Regions from separate parts of the Sus scrofa genome. Here region 2 is linked to region 1. A link is a contact called in public Hi-C data. All regions are on one chromosome and are shown on one strand. The core of a region is the stretch at or near the end of the contact, and the rest is flanking DNA. Distances in the headings are between cores, read along the strand shown.

Region 1 (6,933 bases), core at 2,830-5,329:
GAACAAAGCCTGTGTTTCAGTCCTGAGTCTCCCTTCATTTTGGGCCTCTGTGAGTGGAGCAGATATTTTAAAGCCTCTCAATGACAGGTAACTTAAGGGGGGATTATAACATCAAAGTGGTGTTTTTTTTTTTCCTTTCTTTCTGTGCAACTCGCTGGAAGCACCTTTCGTTCCTTTACTTCTTTGTGAAGAAAGGGAAGATTTATTTGCCATTCTGCAAGAATAAGAAAGCGCAGGAAACTTCTGAAGTGCAGGTGCTTACAATCTTAATTTTTTTTTTTTTTTGTCTTTTTGCCTTTTCTAGGGCGCTTCTGTGGCATGTGGAGGTCCCCAGGCTAGGGGTCTAATCAGAGCTGTAGCCACTGGCCTATACCACAGCCACAGCAACGCTGGATCCTTGACCCGCTGGATGAGGCCAGGGTTCGAACCCACAACCTCATGGTTCCTAGTTGGATTCATTAACCACTGAGCCACGGGAACTCCTGCTTACAATCTTGCTGTTAGGTTTTTCTAGATTAATCAGTTTTACTAGATTAACTAATGGTTTTATTTCTTTTCACAATTACATGTCATTTGCTTCCTCTTCCTCCCTTTCGAGATATCAATTTTGGTTTTTGCAGCATAATCTACCACATAGGTCCAGTCTTTAGGGAGTGTCCCTGGGCTACATTTATTTTATATGAACAAGACAGTTCTACTAGCTTCTGTTTAGGTCATACCCATGTGCAGTGTGCTGAGTTGAGACACCAGGTAAAGACGGGGATTATAATATCTTTTACTTAAACCGTTCCTCTTCTGGCTCTGATAAAACTTTAAACACAAAACGTACCTTCCTTTTTATTTCATAGGTAGTTTCTCTGTCAAAAGCAATGCTAAAGGCAAGATGAATAAAACCAGCTTCTACACTTTAAGGTTATCTTTGAAATATTTATGGATATGTTCAGGGGAAAAAAGGCTTTGACTACTTGCTGCTAAAACAATGGGTGAAGCTGAGTTTCTCTAGAATATTGTTGGTATTGTTAATGCAATATTGTTATGTTATTATAGAATATTGGAGAAATTCTACAATAAAACTTTAAAAATTGTTTTTTAAAAATGTTAGATTAAAAAAAAAAAACAAGCCCCACTTTGTGGCTAAACTAACACAAGATGGCACCAGAGAGCTGAAGTGGAGAGGGATTTGCTTCCATGGACCTGAAAGACCTGAATGAAAAGGGGCAGACTTGGGGTGGGGGTGGGGATGAGAGGGGGGGCGGGGACAAAAGCCATTTCTGAGAGTTGGCATTTCTGGAAGCTGTGAAGCTAGGGTAGCTAGCACTCGCCTTTGCCCACCCTCATAGCCTCATCTCTTTTCATTAAGTTCTTTCACAAGCCAGCTACAGATTTTGCAGCCCTAGTGGCCATCCTTAGAACCTCAAAATCTGTGGAAAAGGCATTTGGAGAAAGAGCAGAAAAAGGCAGAGAAGTGGAGCTGCTTCTGAGTGAGCATTTGCCCAGCAGTGCCTGTCATGAATGGATGGGGAGAAGGTCTTTGCTTCCAGGTAGCCCTAGGCTAAAAAAGGGGGACAGACAGGTGGGGTGGAGAGGAGGCCCTCCACACAGGTATCTTCTCCCCTGTGGGCCCATGTTTTTCAAAGAAAGAATGGAGAACTTGGTTTTTGCGAAATTGTGGCAAAATATACTTGACATGAAACTTAACATTTTAATTTTTTTCCTTTTTTGGCTGTTCTGTGGCATATGGAATTTCTGGGCCAGGGATCAGATCTGAGCTGGAGCTGCAGCCTACACCACAGCTGCTGCAAACCTGGATCCTTAACTCATTGTGCTGGGCTGGAGATCGAACCCATGTCCCTGTAGCTGCAGAGACACGGTCAATCCTGTTGCACCACAGTGGGAACTCCAACATTTTAATTTAACGAAAAAAACAAAACAAAACTAACTTTTTCATTATGGTAAAATATATAACCTGAAATTTACCATTTTCACTATTTTAAAGTATATGGTTCGGTGGCATTAAGCACATTCACATCATTGTGCAACCATCGCCAACATCCTCAGTGTTCTTTTCATCTGTAGCCATTAAAACTCTGTACCTGTTAAACAGCAGCTCCCCAGCCACTGGCATCCCCTCTTCCCCAGCCCCTGGCATGCACAATTCTACTTTCTGTCGCTATGAATTTGAGGACTCTAGGGGCCTCATGTAAGTGGAATCAAAAAGTATTTATCTTTTTTGTATCTGGCTTATTTCACTGAGTGCAGTGTCTTCGAGGCTTATCCATGTTGCAATGTGTTCTAGCATGTGTCAGAATTTCCAAATATTCAGTGGTATGTACAGACCACACTTTGTTTATCCATTTATCTGTCAATGGACATTTAGGTTGCTTCTAGCTTTTGACTGTTGTGAATAATGCTGCTCTGAGTATGTGTGTACAAATATGTCTTTGAATCCCTTCTTTCCTTTCTTTTGGGTCTTTCCCAGAAGTGGAACTGCTGGATTAAAAGGTCATGCTACATGTATAATTTTTTCGAGGAACAGCCATTCTGTTTTCCACCGTGACCACTATTTGACGTTTTTACCAGTAACACAAGGGTTTCAAATTCTCCACATTCTCACAACACTTTTTTTGCTTTTAGGGCCGCACCCACAGCATATGGAAGTTCCCAGTCTAGGGACCTAATCAGAGCAACAGCTGCTGACCTATGCAGGATCTGAGCTGCATATGAGACCTATACCACAGCTCACAGCAGCGCCTGATCCCTAACCCACCGAGCGAGCCCAGGGATCAAACCTGCCACCTCATGGTTACTAGTTGGATTCATTTCCGCTGTGCCTCAATGGGAACTCCACAACTCTTGTTTTTTGATAATAGCCATCCTAGTGGGCACAAAGTGGCCTCTCACTGTGGTTTTGATTTACATTTTCTGGAGAAATTGATTTTTATTTACCAAAGTCACAGTCTTTCTTCAATCAAGAGCTTGTGCATTGTGGCCTGGTGGTTAAGTGCAGGGGTCCAGTGTATGACAGCTTGAGATTCCCGGTGCCCTTCTGTACAGGCTCTGTGATGTTGGTGAGTCACAGCTGCTCTGAGCCTCAATGTCTTCACCTGACAGATAGGGTTCATAATAATTCCTTCCACGTAGGTTGGTTGTAGGAATAAATGGCATTATGAGATAAGGCATAATGAGCTCTTAGCAGAGTTCCCGGCATGCAGTAAATGCTCAGAAATGGTAGCCCTGTATATAGAATGCCTAAAATGCATACAGCAGTTAACCAGGGAGGTGCTTAGGTTGATGTGGCCTCAGAGAGCCTGCCTTCCAACTCCTTTCCTATTTTTGCTTCTTCCCAAATCCTGTCCCCATGTGAGGCATCTTTAGCAAAGAGGAGCCGACCCTGACCCCTGCACTAAGTGGTTTCTAGGGTCCTTCTCAGTTCTGGGGTCCAATAGTGTCACTAGAGGTCACTGAGCTGGTTTCTGAGTCTCAGTTGGGTTCTGAGTCTCAGTTGGCAGAGCCCAGTGTCACCAGCACCTCCCTAGGATCCTGGGAGCCCTTTGATGACACATGGGCCAGGGTTCCCATCCTAAAGGCTCAGTTAGAAACAGACCAATGACACCTGGGGCTTCCATCAGCCCAGCTTAGCTTCCACGGCAAAAGATTCCTCCCTGGAGCAGGAAGGGTCTGCTGACTCTGGGAATATGAGCGGGCGGGCTTCACAGGGAGACAAAGTGTTATCACTACTGAAAACATGGAGTGATGCTTGGAGGAAGTGGGTCATCTTGAACTTCATTAAGTCTTTTTGCCCTTTGCAGTTTGAACAGAGCGAGAAGTATTTTGAAAGAGAGTGCAGCAAGTTCACCGAGAAGTCAGGAAGCTTGGGAGGAGACAGGCTGGGGCAGGACACGGGACCTTTTACTTCCAAGGAGCCAGTGATAAGTTTTCAGGATGATTGGTTTTTGGATCTCCGCCAGGAGGTTTCTGTTTACTGTGCAGAAACAATCCTTACAGGAAGAGATAGTATCTGCACAGGGCAATTAGGGATCAGCAGAAAGAGACCAGCTCTCCGAGGAGGCTCAAGCTGGGGAGGGCCAGGCTGCTGGGCAGAAGCAGAGAGGCCAAAGGAAGGGCTGGCCCAGGGCACATAGGGACCTCTCATGAGACTCCCCAAGGCATGATCCAGGCTCCTTGAGGTGCTTAGGTTATTGTTGGGAAGGGTGGGTTGATTAGGGTCAAGAGCCAGTAGCCAGGAGAATAAACGCCGTACAAGAGCCCTCAAAGGGCATCCTATGTTGTCTCCATGGTGACTGCCGACAGAGAACACATGGGGGTAGCCAGTTGGAATGGGGTCACTAGCACCCCTTCCAGGACAATTGTCCCAGGGAAAGTCCCCAAACTCTAAGTGGTGGAACTGAATTTTTCTCATTTTGTGTGAAGCCAGGAGTCTTGAGAAGCCTCCAGGACGAGCTACCCTTTGGAGCCTGGAGTTTGGTTTACCAGCCTGGGCAGGGTCACCGACTGGGGACACACAGTTACCATCTCTTGTTTCCACTCAGGAAGATAATCGGCACTTCCTCCAGGGTCAGCCGCTCACTGCTCTGCAGAGAACATTAAAAGTATCCATAAAAGAGACATCGCAGATTTTGTTGGTCGTAAACCTCAAAGATGAATTTTCCTACCACATTTTATGAGTATGGGTTTTAAAGCCTTCCTAATGCAGGGCTGCCCCTCTCTAGTGCCCATGAACTTCCTCCTGGGGTGATGATTTGTGTGGTTAACTCAGCCAGGAGAAGACCTCATGATGACTCCACATATGGGGCTGAAAGATGATTATCTTTTTTTCCCACGGTGGCAGAGGGGAGATGTTGCTGTCTTAGTGCAAAGATGGGATCCTCTGGGGAACCAGGTTGGAGATACTTTGCAAGCAGGAGGTACCGTGGTCCCCAATAGTATCCAAAGACCTTGAGGGTTAGAGAGAACAGACAGGATTAAGATGTGGATTTTGAAGAGAACTCTATGAAGGGAATGAACAAAACCATAGACTGTTTGAGCTGGACAAAGCCTTGGGGAACATTTGCCCCAGTTTGTTAAACTTACAGATGGGGGCACCAAAGCCTGATCACATGTGAGGTTTCACTCAAGGTTATCCAGCAACCTCTAACACTTAAAAATAATTCTTTAATTACCAAAGCAAAGTTTCTTTTGCTAAGTGGGGCAGTTAAATGAAACAAGCCTTCATTTGTGGCCTAATAATAACCCAAAAATTTTCTCCTGCCCTAAATTAAGAAATCTCATTAAGGAATGGGGCTTTTGTTCTGAAGAAGCCACAAAGCATGGCCTGTTTCCCCCCTTGCTTAGAAGGACAGCAGCAATTACAGCTTGTGGCTTAGGCAATGATTTTCCGTGCCTTCTCTGTGCTTGTGAGAGATTAGAGTCATTAATGAGATGCTAATGATCCAGCTCCCAAACTTAACTAGAGTTCACTCTGCCTTTGCTAGAAGAGGCACAGAGACCTGGTTTGTTTATTTGTTTTTTGTTTTCCTTTCCTCCTACCTGTTGTGGTGAATTCAGGCCAGTCCCGGAGCAAGGAACAGATTCGCAAAAGCTGGGCAGGCTGGATCCCAGCTACTTTGGTGAAATGATTTCTCCAAGGAGCATGTACCCAGTCAGGACACACAACCCTTGACAGCAGGAGAGCATTTGATATGCTGGTTCTCCCTCCGCTGACCTTGTTTTTCTTCTGTCAAGCTTTCATGACCCGAAAAGGATCTGTTCAGTCACATTCTGTTCACCTGGGTTGGCGTCGAACTGGATTGCTCTCCCTGCATCATCTTGGATGCTTGTTTTGAAACAAGGGCCTGGACTTTCCCTTTATGCATGGGCAGTATTGGATGTTTCCTTTCTTGATAGAAGCTGTACCAGAGCTGCATGATATGTATAAAGCCTCTAGCTTGGTACCTGGCAGTCAGCAATTGCCTAATTGCTTTGGTTTGGGATTCTCTGGAAGCAAACCTGAGACACGCAGTAAGGAGTTGGGGGAGTGAGACAAGGGAGGGCAGGCAGCCAACAAAGGGGTGCTATGAAGCCAGCTCCCACCATGAGCAGCTGCAGCTCCATCCTGCAGGATTCGTAGGAGGTAGTAGAGGATTATCCCATCTGAGGGGCAAGGGATCTGGGGTATTTATACTCTAGCTTGTCAGTGGTTGGTTGAGAGCTGGGGGTGTTGATTCTTCGAAGGGCTGCTGATCTTCCGCTGCTTTGAGAGAGCCTCCAGCAAAGAGGTGACATTGGCAGTGGCTGTCAGCCAGAGCACTGGCTCACGGGGTGTGGGCAGGCCTCAGTTAGTAGCTCTTTCATCATTATGATATTCTTTTCCTCTCACTTCTCTCTTATTTTCTATCTTGTGTTAACGTTTGCTCTACAAATTTCCGCCCGTTTCCAGTCACTGGCCTTCAGCGGAGAATCTGCTCTAAGCTCTGTATCTTCCTTTCATTTGCGTGGGGCATTGCCCCTCCCTGGCGCTGACGTTTGGTTTCCTTTACATTTCTTGTGGGAACGAGCCAGAATGCAGAAGTGGTTTGCTGTGGATCTCACCCATTCCCTCTGCCCACGGAGAGATTACACTGATACTTTATTGATTTATTTATTTTTTGTCTTTTTAGGGCCATACTCACGGCATATGGAAGTTCCCAGGCCAGGGGTCAAATCGGAGCTACCGCTGCCAGCCTACACCACAGCCACAACAATGCCAGATCCAAACCTCATCTGAGACCTACACCACAGCTCACAGCAACGCTGGATCCTTAACCCACTGAGCGAGGCCAGGAATTGAACCTGCATCCTCAAGGATACTAGTAGGTTCGTTACCACTGAGCCACAATGGGAACACCTATGCTGATACTTTAAAAACCAGTCTTTTGGGGGTTTCCCGGCACCCTG
Region 2 (6,933 bases), core at 2,364-4,863, 90 kb after region 1:
AAGAGTGGCCTGCTGCCCTTCAGCTCCTGTGATTTCACTCTTATGTTGACTTTCTCCTTTTCTCCGCCTTGTTTGCCAGAGGGGTGGGACTGCTCTATCTCCTCCCTCCACCGTGTCCTCGTGGGCCAGGGTGGTGACTAAACAGGATGGGCCACCTAGCAGCTGTGCGCCCTTGGAACCTTTGAACTGGAACTGTGGCTCACACTTGCCTTTCCGACAACTGCGGCCAAACCATCAGTGGAAAAGCTGGATTCTACTGCCTCATGCGTAAGCGCTGGCCTCTATCTGCCATGTGCTCACCACCTGGCCTGGTAGAGGCAGCCTCTGAGATGACCTTCCAGATGGCAGAGCTTCAGCACTACAGACTCTTCAATAAAGCACCCTTCTGGCATGAACCTCTATGCATCGGTTTGGTTGTTTTTTTGGATGCTTTTTGAGATGGAAGCCAGCGAGGTGCCTTTTTGTGATCAGGGCTGTGGGCCCGAGGCTTGGAGGAGAAGTGGGGCCCTTGGGCCATTCCCTGGTCCTGGGGCTTTGGAAAGAAAGCTTAGGAATGAAATGGTGTAGGGTGGGTGGGGGGAGAGGGCCGTCCTGTTTTTCCATATGCACTTGTGGGTATAGCACATCATTTCCTGGAGGCTGCCTCTCTGGTGAGGACATTGAACCCTCATTGCTTTTGGAGAATCTTGGGGTATCTCCAAAGAGTAGAGAACCACCTGTGTCAGAAGCTGCTTGCTGACTCTTGCCTCTGCCCTGGCTTGGCTTAGGGGCCAAGGAACAGGCAGAGAAGTCCAGGCTGGCTTAGCGCACAGGTGAGAAAATGCAGGTTAAAAAAGGCCTGTTTGCTCCCGTTTGTTTGTTTTTTTGCTTTTTAGGGCTGTACCAGTAGCATATGGAAGTTCCCAGGCTAGGAGGCAAATCGGAGCTGCAGCTGCCAGCCTATGCCACAGACACAACAATGTGGGATTCAAGCCACGTCTGTGCCCTACACCACAGCTCACAGCAATGCTGGATCCTTAACTCACTGAGAGAGGCCAGGGATCGAACCTGCATCCTCATGGATACTAGTTGGGTTCATAACCTACTGAGCCACAGTGGGAGCTCCTGTTTGCTCCCGTTCTAATGCGGACTCCTTGGGAGTTATGGAGATGCTGTCGATGGTCTGCCTGACTCTTCCCAGAGGGGCTACTCCTGGGCTCCATCTTCTCTTCAGCCGGAGCTGCAGCCTGAGGTGTCTCACGTGGCTTTTTCTCCCGGGGTGGGGGGGGGGCTGCCAGGCTGCGAACCCCCCAGGTGAGGGTTGGTCCTGTCAGGTGGGTGGGTTCCTTTGAAGGCTCCCATGGGAGGAGGGGTTGGCCTGAGGGAGAGCCTGTGTGGTCTGGGGTCAACGCTCCCCCTCTACCCCCGTTGGCTGATGGTGCACCTTGCCTTTTCTTGCCTTTTGTTTTTGAGGATTCAGTTGGGGATCAACCCCCACCATGGGGCCTTCTACACACAAAAACCAGTCTTCCCCAGTGTGCCCTGTAGGACCTACAGAAAGCCTGTAATTAAAGATAATCTAGGAGTTCCCATCGTGGCGCAGTGGAAGTGAATCTGACTAGGAACCATGAGGTTGTGGGTTCGATCCCTGGCCTCGCTCAGTGGATTAAGGATCCAGTGTTGCCTCGAGCTGTGGTGTAGGTTGCAGACGCGGCTCGGAGCTGGCATGGCTGTTGCCTGTGTTTTCTTTCACAAAGTAGTCACGATATGGCTCTTCTCATACTGTGTGGGGTTGGAGAGAGCCTGGGTGAACCTTGGCACATTATCCCCAAAAGGCCCCTATGAAGTCTTGTATTTGTGTCCCCTGTAGTGGCATTCCTAGGTTTGGGTACCATTTCAGTGGAATCGGGGAAATGATCTAGAAGAACAGGATCGGGGGGTGGGGTGCCCCAGTGCCCTAAACTTGCCAGTGGGAGGTGGGTGACCAGATCATTTCAAGAGGTTGAAGTGTTTGTATTGTCATTTCCTGGAGAAGGAAGTGGGGAGGGGAGGGGAGGGGCGCCTTCCTCAGCATCTCACCCTTCCCCTCACCCCTCTTCCCAGAGCAGCATCATGAATTTGCAGGTCCCAATACTGCTGACATTTCTCACCACTGACACCTTCCTGGGACTTCTGAAGATATTGGGGTTAGGTCTTAATTAAATGGTGACTTCCTTTGAGGGCAAGGAGCAAGTGATCTCTGGGGGCTGGGAGGTGTCTCCACTAGCCCACCATGCAGACAGGGTCTGCCCCACAAGACCCCCAAGCTGCTCCCTCTGAGACAGGTGGGATCCAGTGCTTTGTGTTTGGAAATACTAGTGGTTTATATCAATCAGAGGCTTTGAGAACACTTGATGTGGACCCAGTGTGCCCAGCATGCAGTTTGTGAAACCAGGGTTTATTTTGCATGACTCTTGGGGAGCCCAATAGAAGCAAACAGTCCTAGTGGTTGTCACTACGCACCTGCACTGCTACCTGAGCCACCTGAGCCTTTGGTCCACGAAGCACTCGGTGTGACCCTCCTTGCAAATCCTTGGGCTGTGATTTCAGGCTGGACCTTCGCCAGGCTGGCTGGCTTCTCAACTCTGTTTCCCTGGGGATGGGTTTGTGATGAGTCAGATTGATGTGGAGCCTGGTGAGCTCTGTGTGTCTGTCAGCAAAGCAGGAGGCCCACAGTCTCTGGCTTATACGTTGAATTAGCCTACTCACGTGGGGTGCTGCAAGCAGGTAATGTTGTGGATTACTCTTGGCAGGAAAGCCAGCCTGGCTATGCTGAGAATCTGGATGCAGACAGCCCGTCCCCGGTCTGGCTGCTCATGCGCCGTGCGAGCTTGGCCTCACTTTTCTTTCTCATCTGTAATATGGGAGCAGGCTTCCTTCTTTCCTTATTAGGATCATTAACAGGAATAGTTCAGCCAAGTGCAGCTGCGTGTGCCTGGCACTGGGCCACTTAGGAAATGGTTGCTTCCACTGTGAGCACTGTCAGAGTCCCTCCTGCGGGACAGGTACTTTTCTGCCTCCCCTTTCTTATTCAGGCCTTGGGAGAGTCCCTTTAGGTGGGTGTCGTTTCTGGAACCGACCTGGAGTTTTCTGCCATCATTTCCAGGGGCCTCAGGCTGTGAGAACCTCACTCCCATAAGACCCATATATCTCACGTTGGCCCAGCCCTTCAACACCTTCGAATCCAGCCAACAATGCGGCGAGGCTAGTGACTGTCTTCATTTTTGTACGTGGGGGACTGGACTGGGAAGGTCTTGTCGCTGTGTTGGGTCAGCTGGTTGCCATGGACATGGACCATGAGTCTCCTGCCCCGTGGAGGGCTCCCCTTCTGAGACCACAGCAGCTCCCTCATAAGATGTCTGAGTTCTGGGCCCAGGACCTTGAGGTCCCATGTCCCAACCCGCACCCCATGCTCTAGAAGGCCCCCCTGTGACTGTGGCCTCTTGATGGGGAAAACAATCAGCTGGTGGAGGGGAGATGCCATCTGGGGCCCACGCCCCCCCCCCTTTTCCAGAGCTTGCCCTAGAATTTTCTGCCTGAAGATCCCTGAGCTGGCTTTCAAGCCATCCTGCCTGGGGCCGTTTGTGCGCCTACACCTCAGTCAGAGAGTGGCCAGCTGTGACCAGGATGGAGATGTGCGGGCGGGGGTGTGCACAGGCGAGGGGGAGGCCACAAGGAATGACAGGAGAAGGGGAACGGGCTGTAGGCTGAGATGCTGCCCTGGGCCCAGCACACACTGAGGGCAGCTGGGTTCCGTGGGGACTGGGCTCTGGCCGCGCACCAGGGAAAAGGAGGCACATGGTCTGCGTGTCAGCTCTGACGGCATCTGCATCATTGTACAACGTTAGAACCGGGGGCGGGAGGCTGAAGCAGACCCATACCCTCAGTGAAGAGCCTGTCCGGTGGCCTGTGAGGTTAGCCCAGACTGTTCCCCAAGTTGATTTTTCCATGTTTCTTTTTTTTTCTTATCCAAGAGACGGTAGGGACGCGCTTCGAGATTGCTGCTGTTCTGAGAGCACGTCAGTTTTCTCCGTGGTGATTCTGTCCTTCACGTGATAAGATTGTGAGACCATGGTTGATTCCACCAGGCTTGGCATCCACCCCCATTTCCCGACCCTCTCGAGCTCCTTCCCAATTCCCTGGAGATTGGATGGGCACCAGTGCCCTCTTCTCTCTCTCAAGTGTACTTGGCGTCGCTCTCCATGGAAAATAAGGGCTGAAAGTGTTCTGGAAGACCAAGTGAAGAATGGCAGAGTAGTAGAAGTACCACATAAGGTAATGAAATGGAATAATCTGCTTTTCACTTGCCAGCTCCCCCAGGGGCACGGCACACCGCCTCATCAATCAGTCCCCCTTGTCCACTGCTCACCCCTTGCCGGTGGAGAGGTGGCCCAGGTGTGGCTGGCAGGCCAGCCTGGAGTCTTCCAGCTGGGCCACCTCCTGGCTGAGCCCTTTTGGCCGAGACACTGAAATTCCTAGCTGTCCACAAGGTGAGGTGTGTGTGTGTATATATGTGTGTGTGTGTGTGTGTGTGTGTGTGTGACCGTGGTGGGTGCTCTATGGCACTTCCAGCTGGAGTTCAGGGAGCCACAAGGCATGATGTGGGGCCTGTGGGGTTGTAGAGGTGAAAGGGCCAGGCACGCTTCTGTCTTCTAAGGCTGTGCGAGTACGAGGGACAGAGGTTTGCAGGCGGAACCCCATCTCGGGCGGCCTCTGTCTGACTACAGTGTCTGCGACTGCAGAGCATCCGCTGCTGTGGTTGTGCTTTTGATAGGTTCCAGGTGCCGTCTTACAAGCTCAGGCTCTGAAGCTCGATTGGAGTCCTGGTTTCTACTATTTGCCTCCATGGGACCTTGGATCCGGCCCTTAACCTCTACGCGGCGCTCCCCCCCCCCCCCCCGCCACTTACCTGTAATAGCACCCACCTCCATCTGGGCATTGTGAAGTGAATGCGCTAGTATCTTTTTTAAAAAAATTTTTATTAGAGTTGATTTACCTTGTTCTGTCAACTTCTGCTGTGCAGCCAAGTGACCCAGTCATACATCTGTACAGACTCTCTTTCTCATATTGCCTTCTATCATGTTTCATCACAAGTGATTGGACATAGTGCCCCGTGCTATACAGCAGGACCTCATTGCCTATCCATTCTAAATGTAACACTTTGCATCTATTAACCCCGAACTCCCAGTCCACCTCTCCCTCCCTACCTCAGCAACTTGCCAGAAAATCAATAAGGCAACAGAGATCCTAAATGCCTTAGTATCTTTAAGTGCTTGTGCCACCACCACCCAGCACTGACATGTGAATGCGGATGGCAGTTCTTTAGCTTCTGTTACCTCTTCTGCTTTTCCAGCGAGGAGACCGAGGCTTTGGTCAAGCGCTTCTCCAGGTCTGAAGCCCTGGGTGCTGTTGCCACCCAGTGCTGGGGCTGGGATAAAGCTCAGGAGCCCAGAGTGCAGTTCTGTGGGATTCTAGGGTGTGGAGAGTGCTGAGGTGGGGGGAGAACAGGGGTCTCCTGCCTTGGTTCTTGCCTTGGGGCAAGGCGTTTGTGGTAACCGGTGCTGGGGAGAGTGGGGCCCTGGGCAGAGGGAGGAGAGGGGAGGGGTGGGAAAGGAGGCTGCAGAGGCCCCCCTCTTACCTGGATATTCCAGTTCTTCCTCCAGGAAGACCCATTTCTTACAGAGTGGGTTGGGTCTTGGGGAAGCAAAGCTGGGCTGGAAAGAATATGGAACTGAGTTGACATCTTCCTCCTCTGATGCCCCCCTCTTTTTGTTCGTATTCTGGACACTTCAGGGGCCAACTTTGGGGATCCCACGTCCCAAGCGTTACTGCCTTCCTCTCCAAGTGGAGGATTAGATGTTCCTCAACTGGGGGCACCCAGACTCCAAATGGCCCACTCTTCTACGAGCAGTTGGGGACTTGTCGGCTCACCTGTCCAGTATCGGCTCAAGCAGCTGTGACCTCTAGAGAGATGATCTGGTCCTGTGTCTTCTGGAGCCACTGAAAGGCAGGACTAGAGTGAGGAGAAAACATTTCAGACTGGTTGAAGTAGAATTTTGATTAAAAGTGGGTTTATTATCAAAACAATGTTTTCATGGGTGACATTTTGAAAGACAGATAATTATAAAGAAGATAAAACAAGTCAGCCAGATAATAACCCTTCACAGCATTTTGGTGTGTTTTCCCTTTAACTCAAACTCACTCCCTACCTTCCTCTCTTCCTTCCTTTCTCCCTCCCTCCCTTCTTTCCATCATTTATCTGCCTATCACTTGCACACCTGTATGGAATGCCCACTTAAGCTGGGCTCTGTATCACCTAGACAGCTCAAGAAGTTGAGTCTAGGGGAAGACTAGACACATGACCTAGAGGGATTACAGAGGACAGAGGGTTGTGAAGACAGGGATGCAGGGGCCTCAGAAACCCTGATGAAGGAGGGGCCACCTCTGCCTGCACAACAGGTGACCCCCGGACTTCGGCATGGGTGCCTTTCCACGTTCTTCTCTACACATTTGGGTCATATAACCTGATTTTTTCCACTTACTGTTAGAGCATTCCCTTGTGTCCATGAATATTTAAAACAGGTTTTAAAAAGAGCCTTAGCATTGTGCTTTTTAGGCTTGCACCACTGAGTGGCCTTGTCTCTGACATATGCTGGCCAAAGCGGAGGACAGGAGGGGCCCCATGGCCAAGTGCAAGGCATGGAATGGCCCCCAAGAAGAGCTCAGAATGGCTAGTTTTCTTTCCTCCTTCTCTTTGCTCTCCTTTGCCCCTTTTGCTATTTCAGCCTGAAACCTGGGGAAGGGAGTTCCTGTTGTGGCACGGCGGAAACGAATCTGAGTAGGAACCATGAGGTTTGGGGTTCAATCCCTGGCCTCGCTCAGTGGGTTAAGGATCTGGCGTTGCTGTGAGCTGTA

Evidence for each region. A called contact is a pair of places that touch in the nucleus more often than the background predicts.
Region 2: a contact with region 1 is called in a Hi-C map of omental adipose tissue, with 4 times the contacts expected there. The contact joins two enhancer-like sites. A contact is called at or near these places in 1 of 5 promoter capture datasets (liver), 24 of 47 Hi-C or Micro-C datasets (alveolar macrophages, brain, embryonic fibroblasts and 14 more) and 2 of 2 datasets of contacts at active chromatin or transcription factors (alveolar macrophages and skeletal muscle).

What each region holds. Positions count from the first base shown.
Region 1 is chr7:86,213,827-86,220,759 of Sscrofa11.1, forward strand. The region is part of intron 1 of FAM174B (membrane protein FAM174B); the gene reads left to right. Among named protein-coding and RNA genes, the nearest start is that of FAM174B, 35 kb to the left of the region's middle. Within about 2 kb of position 4,080, at least 9 of the 83 cell types and tissues checked have an H3K27ac peak or open chromatin away from gene starts, as enhancers often do. A contact at or near this core is called in omental adipose tissue and retroperitoneal adipose tissue, where this site is marked.
Region 2 is chr7:86,304,583-86,311,515 of Sscrofa11.1, forward strand. It overlaps a transcript of FAM174B not described here. Among named protein-coding and RNA genes, the nearest start is that of FAM174B, 130 kb to the left of the region's middle. Within about 2 kb of position 3,614, at least 6 of the 83 cell types and tissues checked have an H3K27ac peak or open chromatin away from gene starts, as enhancers often do. A contact at or near this core is called in omental adipose tissue and retroperitoneal adipose tissue, where this site is marked.